Linked DNA regions of Mus musculus: region 1 is linked to region 2. The links are chromatin contacts, called in public promoter capture Hi-C maps. All regions are on one chromosome and are shown on one strand. The core of a region is the stretch at or near the end of the contact, and the rest is flanking DNA. Distances in the headings are between cores, read along the strand shown. Region 1 holds the start of Wdr47 (WD repeat domain 47). Region 2 holds the start of Atxn7l2 (ataxin 7-like 2).

Region 1 (6,576 bases), core at 3,303-5,802, 380 kb after region 2:
TGTTTAGTGAATGACTGAGGCAGCACCTCAGGATCTAAGGACAGTCCATCTAAGAAAGCTTTGTCTTCTGAACAGTTCATTGCTATGCAGCTAGGAGAGTGAAAGGCAAGAAGATCTAATCTTAGCCCTGAGGCTGAGTATTGAAAAGCGATACCTTAGCCTTACAGATATTAAGGTTGTGTGGTAAGACCTGATGTTACATTAGGAAGCAAATATACAAATAGTCATTGCATTACCAACATACAATGGTAAGGTAGACCAGCTGTCTTATTCCAGTCTGGTCCTTTTCTTTCTGGTACCTCCTTTTCCCAGAAGTATGAAGAGTGTGTATTTGCTTCTAACAGTCTGAGTTTTACTGAAAATTCAGATGTATGCTGAACTGCTGGCAAAGGTATGGAGAACATAAACACACAACCTCAAATCCTCCACAACTCATCACAATAAGGTTCATTTTCTTTCTGTTTTTTCTTTAAGATGGGGTTTCTGTATGAAGCCCTCCCTGGCTGTCCTGGAACTCCAGGCTGGCCTCAAACTCCTCTTGCTTCTGCCTTCCCATGGCTGGGATTAAAGGTGTGCCCCACCATTGCCTGAAAAGGTTCATTTTCTTTAAGTTAAAATTTGGGGTTGATACAAGGAATTAGGGCAGGAAATAAGGAGTAAGGTTTTAAGAGTTTTGTCTGTGGGGGTCTTGATCATGTTTGTTTTTCTCAGCCAACTAAAGAAATAAAAGGCAGGAAAAAAAAATCTCAGACATAGCATGCAACAAGCTATTACAAGTGAAACACAGGCCACAAGTACAGAGAAAGACTCCCCACAGAGCAGAGGGGGCCATCAGGATCTGAAGTCTGTTTTTCCAGGGAAGGACTGGGAGTTTTAAGTGCTTTTGGTGGCCTGAGACAGGTCCCCTTCCCCTAATTTTGAGTTAGCCAGCTTCAGGTAAACATGTATTTACAGTGGTATGGGGCAGGGACTTTTCCCTTGCCCTGAGACTGGTTTGGTCTATTGAGACAAATAAAGGGGAGCTAACAGACCCACCGCTTCATGAATGTGTTCAGGACTGTCCTTGAACATATCTGACCAGTTCAAACTGGTGAGGGGGAAGGAGGCCCTGCTTGTCAGAAGAAAAGTCAGATTAAAATATATAAAGGCAGGTTTATTGCCAGGAGGAGGGAGAAAGGGAATGAGGACGAGAAAGAGAGAAAGAGTGAGGCCATGTGCAGAGAGGGTAGGGAGAGGGAGAGCATGAAAGAGATCAAAATGTCTGTCTTATATAGGGAAGAGCCTCTGGAGGAAGGGCAGCCCAGCCCCTGGGCTGGCAAGTTCAGGATTGGGGGCAGGGTATGCCTGGTAGGGACTGAAGAATGCTGGGAGGACCTGGAGGCCAGTCTGCTTTGACAAGTAAAGTTTACACCTCAGCCCCTTGTCCCATGGTCTAAAACCAAACACTGAGAAGATTCATAATAAATCTTACCAGAGTTATTAGGGGCAGAGCCTAGATCCTGGCAGCCCTAGTAACCTAGGTTCAGTCACTGGCTCTTCAATATGCCAATTAAAGCAATAGCAAAAGGCAGAGAAAGATTTCTTCAATGTGACCACATTAGGAAGAAGAACAAAGAAGAACAGTGACCCTCCAAGTCCCTCTTCATGGAGTTTAGGTTCAATCAGAGGGCCAGAAGCATGCATTGGCTAAGCCCTCTTGGTCTGGATTTCTGCCTCTGGCAGTGTAACCAGATGTCAACATTGTTGGAAATCTTCCTGGGGCGCCCCCCACCCCCCCAGACAAGGTCTTCCTCTGGCTGGCACCAGGCCTTTCCCAGCGTGAGATTCCCAGTGAAATTCTAATTTCCTAGGGACTAGTCTCAAGAGTCTGGTAACTGAAAGGAGGGGCCCACATTTCCCTTCAAATGTCTTCATTCCTGCCAAGCTGCTTGTGGTGGTCTGAATGAGAATGGCCCCCTATGCTCAAATATTTGAATGCTTAGTTACCAGGGAGTTACACTATTAGAAAGAATTCAAAGAGTTAGGAGGTGCTGCCTTGTTGGAGGAAGTGTGTCACTGGGGGTGGGGTTTAAGATTTTAAAAGCCCATGCCAGGCCCAGAGTCTCTTGGCCTAAATTCAGGATGTCTGTTTTCAGCTGTTCCTCTAGTATCTGCCTGTAGGCTGTCTTGCTTCTTGTCATGTTGATAATGGACTGAAGCTCTGAAACTGTGAGCCAGTCCCAGATAAAAGGTTTTTTCCTCTTAATTTATTTATTTATTATATGTAAGTACATTGTAGCTGTCTTTAGACACACCAGAAGAAGGCATCAGATCTCATTACAGATGGTTGTGAGCCACCATGTGGTTGCTGGGAATTGAACTCAGGACCTCTGGAAGAGCAGTCAGTGCTCTTAACTGCTGAGCCATCTCTCCATCCCTAGAAGCTTTTTCTTATAACACTTGCCTTCATCAGGTGGTCTCTTTAGAGCAATAGAATAGTGACTAAGATACTATATGATTTTCTTCTAGGATTTAGGTGAACTGGGCAATTGATGTTTTGAAGTTCAGATATTTTAATTTCTCCCTGAAATTAAAAATGTTCTCTCTACAACTTTTAAACTACGACTTATCTTTTTGGGTTTCCCTCCTCCTCCCTCTCCTCCTCTCCCTCCTCCTCTCCCTCCTCCTTCCTCTTCTCCCCCTCTTCTGTGCATGTGTATATGTGTATGAAGCCAGAATTGATAGTGCTTGACTCTGATCACTCTTCATCCTATTCATTAAGGCAACGTTTCTCCTTGACAGAGTTTGACAGTTAGTCAGCTTGTGTCCCTCACTCCCATGATCCATCTCTGCTTCTGAAGCTCCGGGTTTACAGGTGGCCACCAGCCTTGAATAACTACTGATGATCCAAACCCTGTTCTTCATGACTGCATGGCAAGCACTAACCACAGACCCATCTCTGCAGTCCCATCTTATTTTGAGACAGACTCTTACTATGTAGCTGGGCTCAGACTGGCCTCCAATCTGCAATACTCTTTATCCTGCTGGAATTACAGGCATGCACCAACATACTTGGTCTTTAAAGTATTGTATTTATTTATTGGATATGTTATGTGCATACACAATGCTGTGACTCACCTGGCCATTTATCTTGAACTGGATTTTTTGTCTGTTTGTTTTTGAGGTCCCAGCCTTTGCTGGCTGGAACTCATTATGTAAACCAGGCCAGGTAAATCTCTCATAAGTCTACCTCTGCCTCCTGAGTTCTGGATTCTTTATGCTAAGGTTCCTGGAGGTTCAGCTCCTTGAGCAGTACGTATCTGGGGGAATACTACTACACAAATGTGTAGGAGTGAGGTTACTACTGTAAATAAAAGGGCAGTTCAAAACAGCAGCCTTGTTAAGTGCTTCAAGATAGGATTAGCTTTACACATGGAGAGCCTGGAAGGGGATGGTTTTCATGGAGGGAGATGGAGTACGGAAAAGGGCAAGGAAGGAGTATTTATTTCACTTAAGCTTTATTAGTTAATCGTTGGAGTAGAATTAAGAGTCAAACCCAGTGCACAGAAGACATTTGGAAGTGTCAGACAGGTTGTCCTAGCTACTTTTTTTATTGATGTGATGAAACACCACGACCAAGGCAACTTATAAAAGACAGCATTTAATTTTTAGCTCAGGGTTCCAGAGGGTTAGTTCATGACGGTCTTGGCAGTGAATGTGCCAGCAGACAGGGAGGCCTGATGCTGGAGCAGTTGCTAACAGCTTACACGTGATCCACAAGCACCAGACATAAAACGAAGAAAAGGCTGGCTTGGGACTGGAGAGATGGCTCAGCGGTTAAGAACACTGACTGCTCTATTTGGAGGTCCTGAGTTCAAATCCTGACAACCACATGGTGGCTCACAACCATCCATAGTGAGATCTGATGCCCTCTTCTGGGGTGTCTGGCGACAGCTACAGTGTACTTACATATAATAAATAAATCTTACAAAAAAAAAAAAAAGCCAGAAAGGACTGGCTCTTGAAACCTCCAAGACCACCCTCAGTGACATCTCTTCCAACTTGTTCACACCTAATCCAGTGGTTCTCAACCTTCCTAATGCTGCGACTCTTTAATACAGTTGCTCATCTTTTGGTGGCCTCCTCACCCCCAGCCATAAAATTATTTTCGTTGCTACTTCAGACCAGTTGGTTACTGCTATGAATTGAAATTATATGATATGTTACCCTCCTAGGAGGTGTTGGGACCCATACGTTGAGAACTGCTATCCTTATCTTTTCCTGTCAGTCCAGTAACTGGGGACAAGCATTCAAATGCATGAGTATGGGGGCAATTCTCATTCAAACTACCACACCTGTCCACGCTATTTTGGGACATAACATAGCGTCACCCGAAGGTTCTGGGCCTACATTCTCCTTACAGTCATCTCCTAAACCATAAGAGCAGAGAAGGCGAGGGCCAGGAGCCTCCAGGCGTCAGTCTTAGATTCTGCCCGCCCCCGTGTTAGGCCCCGCCTCTAGGCCCCGCCCTACCCTCCTGGGCTGGCCCAGCCGACTCTTCTGCTCAGGCACCTGCCTAGCCGCCTCGCGAGGAGGGGTCCTGAGGCGGCTCCAGGGACGAGCAGTGATTGGCTGCAGCTGGCGGCTGGAGCTCCGTTCCAGCGGCGCTTGACAACCGCAGTCCGCGGAGCGGAGCGGTCGGAGGCGGGATCGGGGCGGACGCGAGCAGGACCGGCTGACGAGCTGATGGATTGACGTGCGGGCTGCTTAGCCCAGACCGCCGCCCTCGCGCTCGCGCCTTAGACTGGAATTGGCTGTCTCGGGGCTCTGGCCGCCGGCCTCTCCTCCGCGTTTTCCTCCACCGCTTCTGCCGGCTCCGCCCGGAGCTCTCAGGTGAGCGGATTCCAGGAGGCGGGGGCGGGCCGCCGTGCACCGTGGGTTGCCATGGTCACCCGTCGCCACCTGTCACTAGCCTGATGCGGCGCAGACCCCACAGCCCCTTGGGCGGCGTTCGCAGCCGGGAGGAGTGTCTTGGGTAGGCTTTGGTGGCGACTGCGAGAAGATGGGATGCGGGCGAGGCCCGGGTGTCTCGGGGACAGGACCTGGGACCCGCCAGGCAATCTATCCAGGCCGCCACTGCTGGACCACACCTTCCCCTACTTGCCAGTCTGATTCGGGCGGCTGGGCGATGCCCCTCGCCCTGGTATGGAGTATCCACCTCGCCGCTGCTGAGGGGCGCGAGGAGGGCTGACTGGGCTGCATCTGCCTCGCCCCTCTATTGGGCTGGGGCGAGACTGAGGGCTGCGCGCTGGTCCCTTTCCCTGCTCGCCTTGGCCGGCGAATGGGTAGGGAGTGGCGGGGTTGAGGGTTTGTGGGGGATCCGGGTTTGCCCTTTCTGACGCCAGGCCAGTGGCTGTTAGGAGCAGTCCTGTGGGGTCTGGGAGGGTGGGGACAGGGGCATCGACTGAATTTCGAACGTGATTTGTTCCCGGGGACGCCTGCGTAAGACACCGGAGGTTATGGAACTCAGAGGGTTAAGCTGCTTAGCTGTATTGGGGAGAAAAAGATTGGGGCTCTAGCTCTGGGACGACGCCTTTGGCAAAGGGGTAGGAACCAAGTAGGCAGCGGCAGTATTTGACCTGATGATTTCCCCCCTGTACATCCAGACATGCAGCTAGTAACTACGAAGGGTGTCGTCTGAGGGGAGCTTTTTTTTTTTTTTTTTTTTTTTGGCAACTTGGTTCTCACTGCATAATGAGAGGAGAAGTCTTTGTTCCACCCAGATTCATCGGTTGAAATCCTGACACTTAGTTTCCCCCCTTTGTTGTAGAGAGTTCATAGAATGCTATAAAAAGTTAATGGCACAGGAATTAACATACAGGTTTAAAAGGGCTGTAAATCTTTTTCACAGATAATACCACTTCTTTTTTTTGGGGGGGGGTCTCAAGTGTTGGCATATGTTATGTTAGCATTTTACTAGAAAGGAGAAACGCCTAGCAGTCGAATTTTCTTTATATGGCACATTCTGGAGGTCTTATTTAGGTGGGAGATATAACGAATCATTGTGCATTAAGGTTTGGAGGAGGGGGAGGAACATTGCTTCCAACAACAAAGTAACACGTAAATGGGAAAGACAAGGAAATAATCCATAACAGTATATGTAAGGCAAACAACCAGATCATGAACTTGAATTGGGCTGCCATTACTGAGTGTGTGTGTGTGTGTGTGTGTGTGTGAGAGAGAGAGAGAGAGAGAGAGAGAGAGAGATTTAACTTATTTCCCACCTTGCCACTTTTCTAGGTTTTTTTTTTTTTTTGTGAAAATCAGTAGTAGGAATGTATCATAAGAGAGCAAGAGTGCTAATCAGTGTTTGCAGTTACATAATTGTGCAGTTTCTTTCTGTTTGTCAAATAGTTTGTTATTGAATGGACACCGTATGACTTGTTTAGTATATGCTACAGTTTGAAAAGCAAATAAGAAATATGTCAAAATAAGAAAAATGTCCAATTTTCCTTGGTAGGTCAGTTGCCTGAAAATCAGATTGCCTGGATGGAAGCTTCTCTTTGCTTCTGTAATTACAGTCTTGGAAGAGATATT
Region 2 (6,328 bases), core at 164-2,663:
CATCTTAGCTGTGCAAAGCAGCTCTTTCCCCATCCCCCTACCTCACTCCTCGCCCCCCTCCTCTAAGCCCCCTCCCTGTCCCTTGGGGTGGGGGTGGGGGGATCAATTCTGAGTCACCAAATCTGAGTCCATTTCCAGTTCTCAGTGCACCTAGACCCAGCGAGGGCCCCATCTTAGCCCACTCAGCATGGGGGCAGTCCAAGGGTGGCCTGTATGCCCATCTAGGATGACTCTCTAATGCTCACTAACAGAGTGGCCCCTTTCTAGGATGAGAAGATTATTGGCAATCATAATACCCAGATGTAAGTGGTAGTGGGTTAGGCATGCAAAAGATAAGGGGCAGCTCCCACTCTTTTAAGTCCCTTAAATTCAAGTGTGGGGAATGACAGAACAGAGCTGTAAGTCAGAGGTCTCAAAAGAGAACAAGTGGCATTAGAGACCGCTCCATGAGATCTCCTCCTCCACCTCTTCTCACTTGCAAACTTCTTCAGGGGTGTGATGCTTGTTGTCACCCCGAAAGGCCACGAGGCCAGGTGCTCCCTGGGGCCCAGGAGACAAAGATCAGAAGGGGCTGCAGGCCTGCTCACCAAAGACACTCAAGGGCCTACAGAAAATAGGGGTCAAGGAAGAGAGCCAAGGGGCAGGACAAGAGGCCCAGGAAAGGATGGAGGCTTGGAGTCATGTATGGATGGACTGATAGAGGGAGGTCGGGAGGATGGATGGATGGATGGATGGAGGATGGATGAACTAAAGCAGAGGGGGCGGGGGTTCGGGAAAACTGAGCAGACAGGGAGACGTTGAAAGAAGCTAAGGTGCGGGGCAAAAGGCGAAGAATCAAGTGGGTGGGGAGGGGGGCACAGAAGTGGGGTGCGTGGGAAACACGTGGAGAGGACTGTTGCAGATGGGTAGAGCCGGAGCAGGTGCAGAACCGAAAAAAGCTGGAGGACGGCTCACGAGAAGAAAGATAAAGGCAAGTAAAGTGGGGGGCAGGTACTGTACACCCGCAGAGACAGAGGTGGGCAGGGTGGGCTGCGAGCGATACGCCGGCGCTAGGACCCGGAGGCGCGAAGGTGTCTGAGCAGGCGGGCACTAGGACCCGGCGGGTCCTTTGTTTGGGGGGCCGGGGAGCCGGACGGCGGCTCTAGTCGGCGGCTCCCCTCAGCTGGAGGGGGCCCTGGGGGGGAGGGGAGATAGTGATGGGGTCCCCGGATTCTAATGTGTCTGTACTCACCGTCTGCCGCAGGCAGGTCGGCCCGCTCCACCCACGAGCTCCAGCTCTGTCCCGCGAAGTCATCGAGACTCGGCACTCGCCGCTCCAGAGCGGCCATTGCTGCCACCGCGCGTTCACGCACCGCCATCACCGCCGCGGACGCGCGCCCGCCCTGGCGCCGCCGCCGCGCGGCCCCCTCCCCCCACCCTCCGACCGGGGGCACGCCTCCCTCTCCCCCTACCTTGCCAGTTCACTCTCTGCGCAAGCGCAGCTCGTGCCTCCTGCCACTACCTCACTCTCAACACAGCTTTCTGGGAAGTGTAGTTGCGGAGGGGTGGCGATGCTTACGGAGCTAGCCGAGGGATCCCTTCCGAAATGCACAATCGCACGCGGGGAAGGAGAGATCAAAGCCTCGGGATATCCTCTTTCAACCCCTCCGTACACGTCCTTTGTGCCACTAGTTCACTCTCCCAAACTTACTGCGCATACCCGAGCCCCAAACCTCTTTCTGCCCAAGATACTCTTCTAAAGCCGTGCATCCGCCAGCTGGCTGGCGCCCCTTCCTGGGCTGGCGGCCACGAAGCGCCTCTGCACCCCTGTAGATCGAATAGGGTAGGTGCAAGGAGGTGGGCGCAGTGAATCAGAAGGGCAAGGGGAGGGAGTGTGCAGGACGTGCTGAAGGACACAGGGCTTGGGGTGGGGGAGGGCCACAGCTCCTGTGCTGTTCCTCTATGGGAAACGCACGCTGCCTTGATGCAGAACGGAGGTTTGGAGTACTGTGTCTTAGGTTTGGGAGGACCTGGCTGAGCTTGCTAAGATCACCTGTCAGTATGACAGAAGGCTATCGCCGATCCAGAACCAGCCCCAGAACTAGGGTAGCCCCAAGGCTGCTGGTGTTTGCAGTGTCTCTGCTGATCGTCTCTCTCCTCCTGGGAACTACAATCGATAACCTGCACCGCCTCTTCCCAAATCCTGGCTGGACCCTGACTCCATTCATCATTTTGGCTTCTTTTTCTAGTGAATCTTTTCACCGCTGGAAAAGCTGCTATTGAAGCCTTGGCATAGGGAGGTTTCTCATATCTATCTTTTCTTTTCTTTCTTTCTTTCTTTCTTTCTTTCTTTCTTTCTTTCTTTCTTTCTTTTTTTCTGCTAAGGTCCAGAAAGTACCTTAATCACCCACCTTCTCAGCTGATAATATTTCTTCCCACCCTCACAGAAGAGACAAAAATCTACCTTCATCTCCGTCCCCATTCTCATTGGAAATTAAATATTAATCCTCTTTTTCTTTGACTACCTCACCCATCACGCCATATTGCATCCCTTTGCCTAAAATGAAGCCAAGTTTGGGAGCAATTAAGTCAAGGTCTGTGACTTTCTGCCTCCCATATAAGAGCAGTTTAACTACATAAAGAATAACATCTGAGGGCAGAAGTTCTAAACCTAAGACCCACCCAGAGGTGGTCCCTAAGAGGCCCAGAAACCTGATGAGACTAAATGTAAAACTGTGCCCAAGTACATTTTTCTAGAGAATGTAAATGTGACATGTGACTGTCTGAGGAGATGGATAGGTGTGAGTTTGTGCAGCGTGAACACTACAGTGAGAAGAGGGAAGCATATGGCCCTCGATTTGTCCTTTGGGTCACAGATGGTAGGAGAGCAAACGGAGGCAGCATTGTGGAAGCCACTGTCTTTTGCCTTTTGAGTTTGGTCCAAGTTTGCTAATGAGTCTTGGTTTCTTTGGAGTAATTGGGTGCCGCCAAAAGAGTCGATGTCACTAGACTGGGGCTTGCCAGAAGCAATTGCCTAGCCAGCAGACTCTGTTGCCTGGGGTTCAGAGTTGCAAGGAGAGGAGTGTCTTGGTAGAAATGCTGAAATTTGTCCAAGAACATAGAGCGAGGGAAAAGGAGAAGGGGAAAAAAATCCCCAGAAGTCCTCTGGTCTTGGCTTCTTCTTGGCAAATGTTCGCAGCACTGTTTATTCAAATGTGTAGTAACAAGCACCACAGAACAACATGCAACATTCTCCCCACATCCTCGATCTGCAATCCCAGAAATAGGAGGCCCATGGTCAGGATGTTGAAGGGGACTCATGTCTAAGAAAGGTCCTGGATAGGCGTCTCCACATGGTAAAGTCTACCAGGGCAAAGGGCAAGTTCCCTGCTTGTTGGCCTCCTGCAATAGCTAGAGAAACCAGACACCTCTCCCGCTTCAGGCCTGACTAGGCAAAGTGGTGGTGCCAGCCCTGGTTGGAGAGGACACGAGTCTCATGAGGACAGAGCTGCCCTTGGCACTTACTGCTGCCCAGCCCCCTGGAGGTAATGAGGTGAACTGGTCTTTCCTCTTCCGGCGGCCATGGAAAGACCATAGCCTAAATCAAGACTCTCTTGGCCATAGCCAGACTCTTGCCAGGAAGAGCCTTTTCAACCCTAGAGCGAGCCCTGGAGTACGAATGCTCGGTGGGAGTGGATAACTCCTACTCTAAAGTAGTTGATGGGCCAGTTGCTAACTTGGGCCCCAAATGAGAACACTTTATCCGTCACAGTTCAAATAAATTATAAATATAGACGCAGAATCCAAACACAGTTTGAGTCGAAGCTGCTCCCAGATCCCCACAGGGACTTGTTTGAAGAAAAATGGTCACTCTTTTGTTCTTTGTACCTCTGGAGCTGGAGGCAAAACTGTCTCCCTTGTCCTTAAGTAACCATGGGGACAACTTAGGATAGAGAGTTTCAGATTTAGGATCATTCTCACCCTCATCAAATTTTCCCCTCCTTAAATCTTTTCCCTAAAATCTTAAGCAGAAAACAAAAATTCCAAATTATTTTACTGAATGGCTCGGGAGCATCTGAAAGTGTGTAAATATCCTACTTCCTCTGAAGGGTGGGGGAATTGTAACCCAAAGAAGAAATGAACAGCCCAAAGTTAAGGATTCTGAGCCCTGGGCCCCCAAGAAATACATCTTGATGTGGGTAGCATTGAGGAAGGCAAGGGGGTTGGAGAGGGTCGATCATGTCATGAGGACAGGTTGGCACAAGGTACATTCATCTTTGGGGTGCTAAGTGGGACAATTGCCACTAAATTGGGAAACGGCTGGTTTCTTCCTTCTTTATCATCTTTCCCTAAGCAACCCTACTGCCAGGGTAGATCAAGGGGTTTTGATCTGGGTAAAAGGCAGATGGCATTTGCCCAGTTGGTACCCTCTGGCCTTCGGGCCCAAAGAGGGATGACAGGAGGAATCAGGGAGAGGAGACACACCAAAGACAAATATGGATCTGGGTCCCGAAATGAAGAAGCACCAATAGCATCGGGCTGCCCAGGACTGGGGAAGGATGGGGCCTGGCTACTGCATGGAGGCGAGAGACAAGGACAGATAACCCTCTTTGTAAAGATGGGACAGAAAGGTTTGAAAGAACTAGAAAAGGTGCTGGCTTGAGAAAATGAACAGACGGTAAGGGACAGGTGGGCCCATGTATCCTTGTCCCGGGACTCCTGGGCATCTCATGTCACGATGGTCCTTCAGGCCCTCCCAAAGCCCACAAAACCAAGGCCGAGAAGGAGAAGGGAGTAAGGGGTTTCATGAGTAAGTGGTGTATAGGGTGCTACCGAAAGTGTTCCAGCTGAGGGAAAGGAAGGGCTGAGGGAACAGAAAACTTATTCTGCCAGCAACTTTCCTCACTTTCTTCCTTGGTGCTGCAATGTACTTGCAACTCTCTCTGCTCCCATTGGGTCCGGGTCTCATGTGGACCCTTAGAGGGACCTCTGATAGGATAATGGGTCTCCCTGCTTCACACATGGTGGGAGCACACTGGGCTCTGGGAGGGCTAGAGATAGGATACAGATTAGATGCCAGTTATTGAGGGATGCCACAAAATCACTGGTGGGCCCTCCACACAGAACTCAGGGCAAGGTTGCCAGTCAGCTTCCCCAAGTAAGATGCTTCAGTCCAGGCAGCAGACAAGAAGCACTGAGATCCTGCCGTTTGCTGCCCCAGCAGGATGAGGGATAGGAAGCCAGTGGAGGTCTGCCCAGGTTACCAACAGCTGATGCCCACCCATCCATTCTCTCAAATCTCAAAGTCCAGAATGATGGGGGAAGGGAGTTGGAGGAGGAGGGAGAGGAGGAGCAGGAGGAAGAGGAAGAGGAGGAGGTCCTGTAGAAGCTGGAGGAGCTGACAAGGTGCCGTCCAGTTGGGGAGTAGGCAGATGAAGGCTGCTTACTGCTTCTCCACTGCCCCCTGCTCCGCTGCACTCTCCTGGCTGGGGCCCTGGCCCTGGTCCTGGCCTTGTCCGTGCCACGGGGTCTCTTTGAACACAAACCAACAGTTTCCAGCCCACAGGAAGAAGTTGATAAAGCCAAAGAGCTACAAAAGAAATCAGGAGAGTCTGTGAGAATAGTCAGGAAAGTGCTACATGAGAAACGGGAGGAGGAGAAGCACAGAGAACTTGGTATAGAGACAGGGCTCAAAGCCACTGTCTACTAACAGATTTTCTAGCGAAAGTGTCTAAACTCTGTCCAGAGGACTCATTCACAGTGTAGCTTGGTCACTACTCGAATCTGGCCCCGGGAATGCTAAGTAAATCAAGGAACACATGCTTGCCTTCCTGAGGTGAGCGTGGCTGGAGCTGTCCAAGGTACTCCCCTAGGGCTAAAGACTAATCAAAGGCTTTATTCAAACATCTATTGTTTTTGTTATTATTCTTTTGTTTTCTCTGTGCACCTAGCCTGTTCTAGGACCCTTAACCCTTCTGCCTCTGTCAGACAGGCTGTTGGTATTACAGATGTGTGCCACACCAACTCTATTAAAATATTTTGAAAAACTGACAATATAGAAAGAAGGGTGTTGTGGCACATGCCTTTGATAATAATAATAATCCATAATAATAATAATGGGATCAATGAACTAGGTATGGTGGCTTACACCTGTGTATTGTAGGACTTAGGAGATTAAGGAAGGAAAACTGAACTCAAGACTAGTCTGGGTCTCACAACTCAAATTGAACAGAAAACCTGAGTGTAGTGGCACAAATCAGTAATCCCAGTACACAGAAGGCTGAGGCAAAATAACCGTGAATTTGGGGCTGGAGAGATGGCTCAGCAGTTAAGGGCATTGACTGTTCTT

What was found. Promoter capture Hi-C pulls out the DNA fragments that hold promoters and counts their contacts.
Region 1: a contact with region 2 is called in a promoter capture Hi-C map of stem cell-derived epiblast-like cells, with 2.7 times the contacts expected there. The contact joins the promoter of Wdr47 here to the promoter of Atxn7l2 in region 2. A contact is called at or near these places in 11 of 39 promoter capture datasets (the 3T3-L1 cell line, the C10 cell line, cranial neural crest and 5 more), 3 of 484 Hi-C or Micro-C datasets (CD8 T cells, embryonic stem cells and regulatory T cells), 7 of 115 datasets of contacts at active chromatin or transcription factors (astrocytes, bone marrow-derived macrophages, craniofacial prominence and 4 more) and 2 of 9 other capture datasets (liver and pancreatic islet).

What each region holds. Positions count from the first base shown.
Region 1 is chr3:108,586,726-108,593,301 of GRCm38.p6, forward strand. It overlaps Wdr47 (WD repeat domain 47), which reads left to right and starts at 4,553. Exons shown (of 15, transcript NM_181400.3): 1 at 4,553-4,872.
Region 2 is chr3:108,209,114-108,215,441 of GRCm38.p6, forward strand. Atxn7l2 (ataxin 7-like 2) reads right to left here and starts at 1,414. Exons shown (of 11, transcript NM_001289545.1): 1 at 1,232-1,414. The coding sequence starts at 1,358. Sypl2 (synaptophysin-like 2) reads right to left here. Exons shown (of 6, transcript NM_008596.1): 6 at 3,153-5,569. The coding sequence ends at 5,423.